Regions from separate parts of the Mus musculus genome. Here all the other regions are linked to region 2. A link is a contact called in public Micro-C and promoter capture Hi-C data. All regions are on one chromosome and are shown on one strand. Each heading gives the region's core, a stretch centred on a gene start, on an enhancer-like site or on the middle of the called end of the contact. The rest is flanking DNA. Distances are from core to core; before and after follow the strand shown.

Region 1 (2,700 bases), core at 34-2,533, 310 kb after region 2:
TGGAACAGATGCTGAAAGGCAGCTCCAGGGGCTGGACTTGGGCCCCAGTTGGTGCGGCCCGACAGCCCTATCCTAACCCTAAGAGACAGGGCCTGTTTGTAGGTGGGGGACAGAGGTGCTGACTGGACAGTGAGTCAGCAAACCGGCCAGTGCTGCCCAGCCCTGGTTCAGGATCAGTCTCCTGGAAGAGGATTAGAGGATTAGCTACCTGAATCACAGGACTGAGAGCCGGAGGGTCAGGGAACACAAACCCATCAACTGGCTGGTCCCGTGTCAGGCAGCCCAGGCTGAGAGACCGGAGGCTGTGTCAAAGCAGAGCAGATGCAGAGGCTGAGGTCTCTGCACTGGGGTACCCATGTCTGCCAGAGGTGGAGGAAGTTAGCCTGTTGAGCCAGCCTCAGTGCCCATTGTTCCTATATGAGACCTGGGGCCGGCGGGTAATTTCAGCCACTCGCTGGATCAGTGGCAGCTTGGCTGGGGCTGTCTTGATTGGGCAGAGGCCAGCCTTATTTGGGTAGTGATGATTCCTAGGAGGACTGAGGCATGCTATGTCGTTCTTGCAGGTGGGGGGTGGGGTGTCCCACGTTGGCAGGACCATGCTAAGGACTGAATAGTGACAAGGCCATCAGGACCCAGGAGAGCTAGGCCTTGGAGCTAGCTGGTTCCTAGCTCCTGGAGAGAGAATCTGGCTGTACTGGTCCCAGACTATAGGGACCCTCCTGCCACTCTTTGCAGCCATTGGCTACACTGCTCCTACACCCTGCTCTTACCTGGGGCCAGGTTTTCCCAGAGGATTGGCAGTGTGAGGGAAGACAGGTGCTAGTGGGTTATATGCAGCCCAGTGAGTGAGGCCCCTTTTGTTAGCATGAGCCCCACTTCAGGTGAGGTTGATGGCTCCTCTCTTTCCCTGCTGGTTGAAGAATATGTTCCCTCAGGAGTCAAGAGGACTTCCTAGTTTGGAATTTAAGGGACATCACTTTGGGTCGTGAGACTGGAGTTGGTCATAGAATGGAGGCACATCAAGGTAACTGAAGATCCTAGACTTTCAAGTCACAGAAAGGGGCCAATCTGAACTGCTGGACTTCGGAGGCACTTGAGTGGGTTGGGAGTGGAGGAGTAATGGAGACCTGGTGAGGAGGTGCCTACTTGGTTAAATTGGCCTCTCCTGGTGACACTGAACGAGGAGGAAGAGGGTAGAATGTGGTACAGGCGACTGGCTAGTCTCAACACCATCATGCCCTTCATTTCTTGTCTTTTGTAGTCCCCCAACCCCACTGACATAATGGACCACTCCTTCAGCGGAGCACCCCGCTTCCTGACGCGGCCAAAGGCCTTTGTGGTATCTGTTGGCAAGGATGCCACGCTGAGCTGCCAGATCGTGGGCAACCCCACGCCACACGTGAGCTGGGAGAAGGACCGGCAGCCAGTAGAGGCAGGAGCGCGCTTCCGCCTGGCCCAGGACGGGGATGTGTACCGCCTCACAATTCTCGATCTGGCGCTAGGTGACAGCGGGCAGTATGTGTGTCGCGCGAGGAACGCCATAGGGGAGGCCTTCGCCGCCGTCGGCCTGCGAGTGGACTCGGAGGGCACGTGTGCCGAGCAGGCGCCCCACTTTCTGCTGCGGCCCACATCCATTCGCGTGCGCGAGGGCGCAGACGCCACCTTCCGATGTCGCGTTGGAGGCTCACCACAACCTGCTGTGAGCTGGTCCAAAGATGGGCGGCGCCTGGGCCCACCCGATGCCCCCCATGTGCGTGTGGAAGAACACGGGGAGTCGAGCGCGCTTCGCATCCGTTCGGCAAGGCCTCGCGATGGTGGCACCTACGAAGTCCGAGCAGAAAATCCGCTGGGCTCTGCCAGCGCTGCCGCCGCTCTGGTGGTGGACTCGGACGCCGAGGTTGCCGGACCACCCGGCACCTCCACCGCCACGCTCCTGGCGCACCTGCAGCAGCGGCGGGAGGCCATGCGCGCAGAGGGCATACCCCCTTCTCCACCCGGCGCTGGCACGCGCACCTGCACGGTGACCGAAGGCAAACACGCGCGCCTCAGCTGTTTTGTGACCGGCGAGCCCAAGCCCGAGACAGTGTGGAAGAAGGACGGGCAGCTGGTGACCGAGGGCCGGCGACACGTAGTGTATGAGGACGAGCAAGAGAACTTCGTCCTTAAGATTCTTTTCTGCAAGCAGTCCGACCGCGGCCTCTACACCTGCACAGCGTCCAACCTCGTGGGCCAGACCTACAGCTCGGTGCTGGTGGTCGTGAGAGGTGAGCAAGCTTGTAGCCCCACACATGCGCAGGGCTGAAGCTCTTTCTGGACAACCCCCTCCTCCCCGCACCTCGTGCGTTCACTTGAGCACCAGCTGCGTTTCCAGGAGATGACCTGGTGCAAAGATCTGCTAAGGTCGCGTGGCTACATCCTGAGTTGGAGGTCTGAGCGGCTCTCTCCTTCCTCAAAACACACTGGCGATGATGGCCTCTGGCCTGAACCATCGTAAAGTCCCAGTCACTACCTCTACATCCCTCCCTGCACACCCCTACCTCACGTAGCGCCTGCTATTGTTTCTTCCGTGTTCCACTTTCTCCTCTTACTCTCCACTTTGTCCCATCAGCTCACCTATTCGACCATGTCCCTTCTTCATTTTTGGTCCCTTGGTCCGTTGAGGACATACTCCCCCCCCCGCCCCCCCCCCCAACTCCGATG
Region 2 (2,700 bases), core at 141-2,640:
CTGGGAAGACACCATAATTCAAATTTTGAAGTAGTTTCTACTGACTGCAATGCATTCTTGCTCCAGCAAGACGTCAAAAATCTCCTAAGTAAAGCTGTCACAAGATGCTGTGTGAGAAAAGTGGAAGCTGATAAGGGAGAGTATTGAATGTGTCTTTAAAGAGTAAAGGGGTTTCCAAAGTGGGACAAGAGTGGTTGCGGAAAGGTCACTTGTCCCTTTAGAGAGCTTAGAATGGCCCAGGGGATGGCAAGAATCCCCAGAGCAATCGTAGAAGGAACAAGCGTCCTCTCAGTGGGGTTGCAGAGAGGACAGCCCCAGAGGATCTGAGATACCAGCTCAAAAATACAGAAGAGGAAGGAGACACCAGGCCGCCTGTACCCATACAAGATGTACGAAAGACTTACCTTCCCCATAATAGTCTACCTGGCTCGCTATGTTGATCTCCCCACATCTTCGCATCAGTTCTGTGATACACATTAGAACTCTGCTGTAGAGGTAGCCCCTCTGAGTGCAGTGGGCGTGCTCCACCTGGACTGGCTGCACTAGCTGCTTAGGGTAAGTGCCCAATGGCCATGCGCCGTCCTGTCTTATTACCTGCACAGATGCCAGTCCTTGAGGTAGAGGCAGCCCCGCGAAGAGGAGTAACTCCCTTGGATGTAGTCCTTCCAGTAACTGATATAGTCGCGGAAGGACATGTGCTCCTTGGGGTTTGAATTGTATTCTCGCACTCCACAGTTGGCAACCGGTACAACCGCGTCTCCTGCAGCGAGAGAGTCAGCACAGAAATGGCAGAGTCATACACGTAGTTCACCATCTTGGGGTCCGGCCACCCTCTGGCCGAATTATCCAGACTCCACTAGTCTGTCCGGCCCCGGCCGCCCTCCCATGCCGGGGTCTATACCTCCCGTCTGCGCCCTCCTACCATACTTCTGCTGCAGATACTCGAAGTCAGGCTTTCCCTCCGAGGTCACCCAGCGCCGCCTGCTGCCCCAGCCCTCGGTGAAGGCGCTAGAAAACACGCAGGGCAGGTTAGGCAGCAGGAAGCCCTTCACGAAGTCAGCATAGGAGAAGGCGTTCGGGGTCTGAATGAAGGTCACGCCGCTGGGTGTGGGGCCGCCACCGCCGCTAGGGACTGGGTCTCGGAGGTCCCGGTAGTACCGCTCGGCAAAGGTGCGTGTCTCCCGATCCATCCACCGGGAAACCTGACCCCAGAGGCCCAGTCCGGCTTCTCGCTACACCCCAAATAGGGACCGGAGGCTGAGAAACCCCCTAAAATCAGCTCGGAGTGGTAACCACAGAGAAAGAGCCCGGAACGAAAAGCCACAGGTGCGACATTCCAGCAGGAACGCGGGCCTTGGGGCTCCCAGGGTGTGCGCGTGCGCGCCTACGCGGCCCCGCCCTCTCGCGCAGGCGTACAAGCGCTCGCCGAGTGGCTGACCTGCTCCCCAGCTGCTGGCGTCTCTGTCTGGTGGTCCAGTGGAGCGTGCCATTGCGTCTTCTGCGTGCTCCTCTTGCCTCAGGTGAGCTGCTACCGCGCAGCTAGCCAGTACCGGAGCCCGCCACCGACACAGGAGATGAACATCAGTCTCAAACCTCAAAGGATGACTGGGTCCTGAGAGGATGCTGGGGCGCAGAGCGGGCGGTCAGGATCCGCGGGGGGTGGGGCGGCGGGGTGGGGGTGGGGCGGCGGGTGGGGGTGGGGCGGCGGGGTTGGGCGGCGGGGTGGGGGGTGGGGGTGATGTTCCCGAGTGTCTTGGATAGATTGTGGAGGAACCTTTTAAAGGATTGTGATGTTTCCTTAGAAATAGAACGAGGAAAAATTAAAAGGAGAAAATGAGCTTTTTTGGGGGGCGGGGGGGGGGAGATGCTGAGGTTCAGGTAGAGAGGTATGTATGCATTGGGAAGAGGGGAAGGATAGAAACGAGGCGGAGGAGGGTTGTTTGGCCAAACTCGCCTGTTGTGGCCTTTATCGTGACGCTTGTCTGGAGCTGTGTTGCGGCTAGGTCATGGTAGAGATGACAGCTCATAGAGAAATTCAAGTGACGAGAAACATCGATGCCAGGACTCGTGGTGCACGCCTATAATCCCAGTATTGGGGATGCTGAAACGGAAAGGTTCCGAGGTTCTAAGCCAAAATGAACCACAAATCATGACTTAGCTCCAAAAGAAAAAAAGCCAGGTTACAATAACAACAACAATAAAACCCCAACGCACCCAGAATTCCATTCACGTGTAATCACTAACTCTGGTATTGAGCCAGTTTTTTCCAGGTATGCATGTGTTTATACATTTTATCCCTGTTACCCCCTCCCTCTCTTCCCTCTTTTCCTGCATTGGCAGCATGTTATATTTGGAAACACCATTTTAGATTTTTTAAAATCTCCTCCTACAATTGGCCTACAATTCTTAAAATTCCTGGACAGGTTGAGTTGATAAATGCCATTTTGCATGCTAATGAGTCCAACACCATCCAACAGCCAGTAGGGTAGATTCCAGATGGAATGGCTCACTGAAAGACCTGAGTAGGATCAGAGGGTGGGGACTTTGAACCCAGCCCTCAGCTTCTAGGGCTAAAGGTTGAGTGGGTCATCAGTGGTCAGTGTCTCATCAGTCATGTCCACAGCATCCCTAGAAGACCCATTCAGAGGATCCTATGTGCTTAGGGAGGTGAGGGCTGGTTCTTCTTAGAAGTTGGTGGTT
Region 3 (2,700 bases), core at 1-2,500, 510 kb after region 2:
TGATTGGCCTGAAACTCACTGTGTAGACAAACTGGCCTGGAACTCACTGAGAACTGCCAGCTCTAATTCCTAAGTGCTGTGATTAAAAGCATGTATCATTATACCCAGCTAAAACATCATAATATTTACATGCATCTTTCTATGTAATATTTTTTTCCTAGATGACTTATGATACTTAACAGGATGTGAATACTGTGCAAATCTTCATTCTATTGTCTAGGAAATAATGACCAGAAAAGGGCTGTATAGCTTTAGTACAGATGTGGCTGCTGCCATAGTGTTTGGAGCATATAAATGGCAACATCACTGTCTTAGTTAGGGTTTCATTACTGTGAAGAGACACCATGACCAGTGTAACTCTTATAAAGAACATTTAACTGGGGCTGGCTTACATGTTTAGAGGTTCAGTCCATTATCAAGGCAGGAAGCATGACAGCATCCAGGCAGACAAGGCTCTGGAGAAGGAACTGAGAGTTCTACATCCTGATCCAAGGCAGTCAAAAGACTGTTTCCCGCAGCTAAGAGTGAGGTCTCAAAGCCCACGGCCACAGTGACACACTTCCTCTAACAAGACCACACCTCCTAATAGTGCCACTCCCTGGGCCAAGCATATTCAAACCACCACAGTCACATTTACAGTTATATCCGCAATCTCAGTCTGAAGAGTCACACATTGCAGATAGCTGACTACAGCTGTATTAACACAATATTCTTTAGAGTGCTTTCCTGCAAAACGTGCTGCTGTTCTGTGTGCACAGTGAGACTCCCTGACTTCATTTTATGTCGCTATCTTAATTTGGTCATACTCCTGGTTGACTACACAGGCATCTGCCTACCTAGCCAGTTTTATCCTGCTTCAGGGCTGAAGGTATAGCGATAAGTCACCCTGGAAAAGCCTTTCCTGACAGACCACCTCCCAAATTATCTGTGGGAGATGGGCAATTATTCATGATGTTGGGGCAGTACCCTGCAGGATGAGTAATCTTATAGGACACAGGGAGTATCTTTGTAAGGATCTGGGTTTGGAGCCCGCGACTGACACCATCAGGACAAAGGTCGTGAGCTGCTACGGGAACCAGTGTGGAAGAGAGCTCAGCTGCTCAATCATGGGCAGGGCGATGAGCGAATACCAGAACCTGAAATGAGAGCGCACAGCTGCAAGGACCTGGATGGAGGAATGCGCAGCTGCCAGGACCTGGACGTCAGAGCGCACGGCAGCCAGGACCCCGCCCCGCGCGCGCGCGTGCCCGGCGTTGGCGCAGTCTGGGTCTGAGTCGTAGGCTGAGGCTCGTCGGCCTTGATCTCCGGCCGGTCCTCGGCCCTTCTGCGCCCTCTCCGCCCGCGCCCTCGTCGGCGCCGCCGCCCGCAGCCCTGGCGCTCCCCGCGGGCCCAGCTGATGCCATCTGCGCCCTGTGTCAGCGCGCGCCCCGCGAACCGGTGCGCGCCGACTGCGGCCACCGTTTCTGCCGGGCGTGCGTGGTGCGCTTCTGGGCCGAGGAGGACGGGCCCTTCCCGTGCCCGGAGTGTGCCGATGACTGCTGGCAGCGCGCCGTAGAGCCCAGCCGCCCTCCGCTCAGCCGCCGCCTCCTGGCTCTCGAGGAGGCGGCCGCGGCGCCGGCGCGCGATGGCCCTGCCAGCGAGGCCGCGCTGCAGCTGCTCTGTCGCGCCGACGGGGATCCGCTGTGCTCCGCCTGCCGCATGGCCGCTGGCCCGGAGCCGCCGGAGTGGGAACCGCGCTGGAGGAAGGCCCTGCGCGGCAAGGTGCGCGAGGGGCCCCTGCACACTGTCCACCTTTGTGGCTTACCTGGAGTCAGGCATTCGATCAGTGTGCTGACCTCCTCTTCCCTCTCCCGCATCCCATGGGTGCCCAGCACCCTCCCTTCCCCGGGGACCCTGCCATGCTAGGGGCTCTTGGATCCTGGAGTCCGTGATTCTGCCTTCCTTCATCTCTATTATCTGTCTCCCGGACCCTGCTATGTCCCTCGAGCTATTATCTCTAGCGCATGCTCCTCCGTCCCCCTTTCATCCCAGGTCTCTGGCCTAGCTGTGCCTTATCTCTATACAACCTTAAGACTTCTATTTTTCTCGAATTCCCCTCAAGTCCCGATCCCATTCCTCAAGGCCTCTTGCTCCTATCCCGGTGTGATTTCATCGGTGCAAGCCCCGCCCATCCACTTGCTTATGGAGACCTGAGAGTGGTCTTTGGTCTACCAGTTACCATTTGCAGCCCTCTGAGGGGCTGTCGGTCCACCTCATTCAGGAACCTTCTCTGCTATACTCTCTTGGTCATTGCACGTAGCACCTGCCACCGGGCAGAAACCGACTATTAGACTCTGTGTGAAGATGGGTTGCAGGGATCTAGATAGAGTATCATCCCTGACCCAGAGAGAGATGTCTGAATAGCCAGGTAGGAAAGCCGTGGTCTCCGCCCGACAGGAGAGAAAATCGTAGCTTAGCGTGTTTGAGGGTGCTGTTATCCTTATGTTCTGCAATGATGCACCATGAGCCTCTGGAATAAGTTGTGAAGAACACTTTTGAGGTGGAGGCCTGTGGTTACATCCAGGTCCCAAACTGAGGTAGATACACTCTGTCAGAACATACTGCTGGGGTTGTCCTATGGTTTGTCGTCCCCTTACTAAGACAGCAATCTCCACAAAGACCAAGCAGGACACAGAGAAGTCAGGAAAGTCACTGTCTTAA

What was found. Hi-C and Micro-C count contacts between places; a contact is called where the count stands out from the background. Capture Hi-C pulls out chosen DNA fragments and counts their contacts.
Region 1: a contact with region 2 is called in a Micro-C map of embryonic stem cells, with 4 times the contacts expected there. The contact joins the promoter of Obscn here to the promoter of Jmjd4 in region 2. A contact is called at or near these places in 1 of 39 promoter capture datasets (neural stem cells), 1 of 484 Hi-C or Micro-C datasets (embryonic stem cells) and 1 of 115 datasets of contacts at active chromatin or transcription factors (bone marrow-derived macrophages).
Region 3: a promoter capture Hi-C map of adipose tissue shows a contact between it and region 2. The contact joins the promoter of Rnf187 here to the promoter of Jmjd4 in region 2. A contact is called at or near these places in 1 of 39 promoter capture datasets (cranial neural crest), 1 of 484 Hi-C or Micro-C datasets (CD4 T cells), 4 of 115 datasets of contacts at active chromatin or transcription factors (bone marrow-derived macrophages, embryonic stem cells, extraembryonic endoderm stem cells and 1 more) and 1 of 9 other capture datasets (adipose tissue).

What each region holds. Positions count from the first base shown.
Region 1 is chr11:59,134,958-59,137,657 of GRCm38.p6, reverse strand. It overlaps Obscn (obscurin, cytoskeletal calmodulin and titin-interacting RhoGEF), which reads left to right and starts at 1,283. Exons shown (of 104, transcript NM_001171512.2): 1 at 1,283-2,264. The coding sequence starts at 1,283.
Region 2 is chr11:59,448,735-59,451,434 of GRCm38.p6, reverse strand. It overlaps Jmjd4 (jumonji domain containing 4), which reads right to left and starts at 1,390. Exons shown (of 6, transcript NM_178659.6): 1 at 923-1,390; 2 at 595-760. The coding sequence starts at 1,190. It overlaps Snap47 (synaptosomal-associated protein, 47), which reads left to right and starts at 1,401. Exons shown (of 5, transcript NM_144521.3): 1 at 1,401-1,520.
Region 3 is chr11:58,937,456-58,940,155 of GRCm38.p6, reverse strand. It overlaps Rnf187 (ring finger protein 187), which reads left to right and starts at 1,250. Exons shown (of 4, transcript NM_022423.2): 1 at 1,250-1,761. The coding sequence starts at 1,372.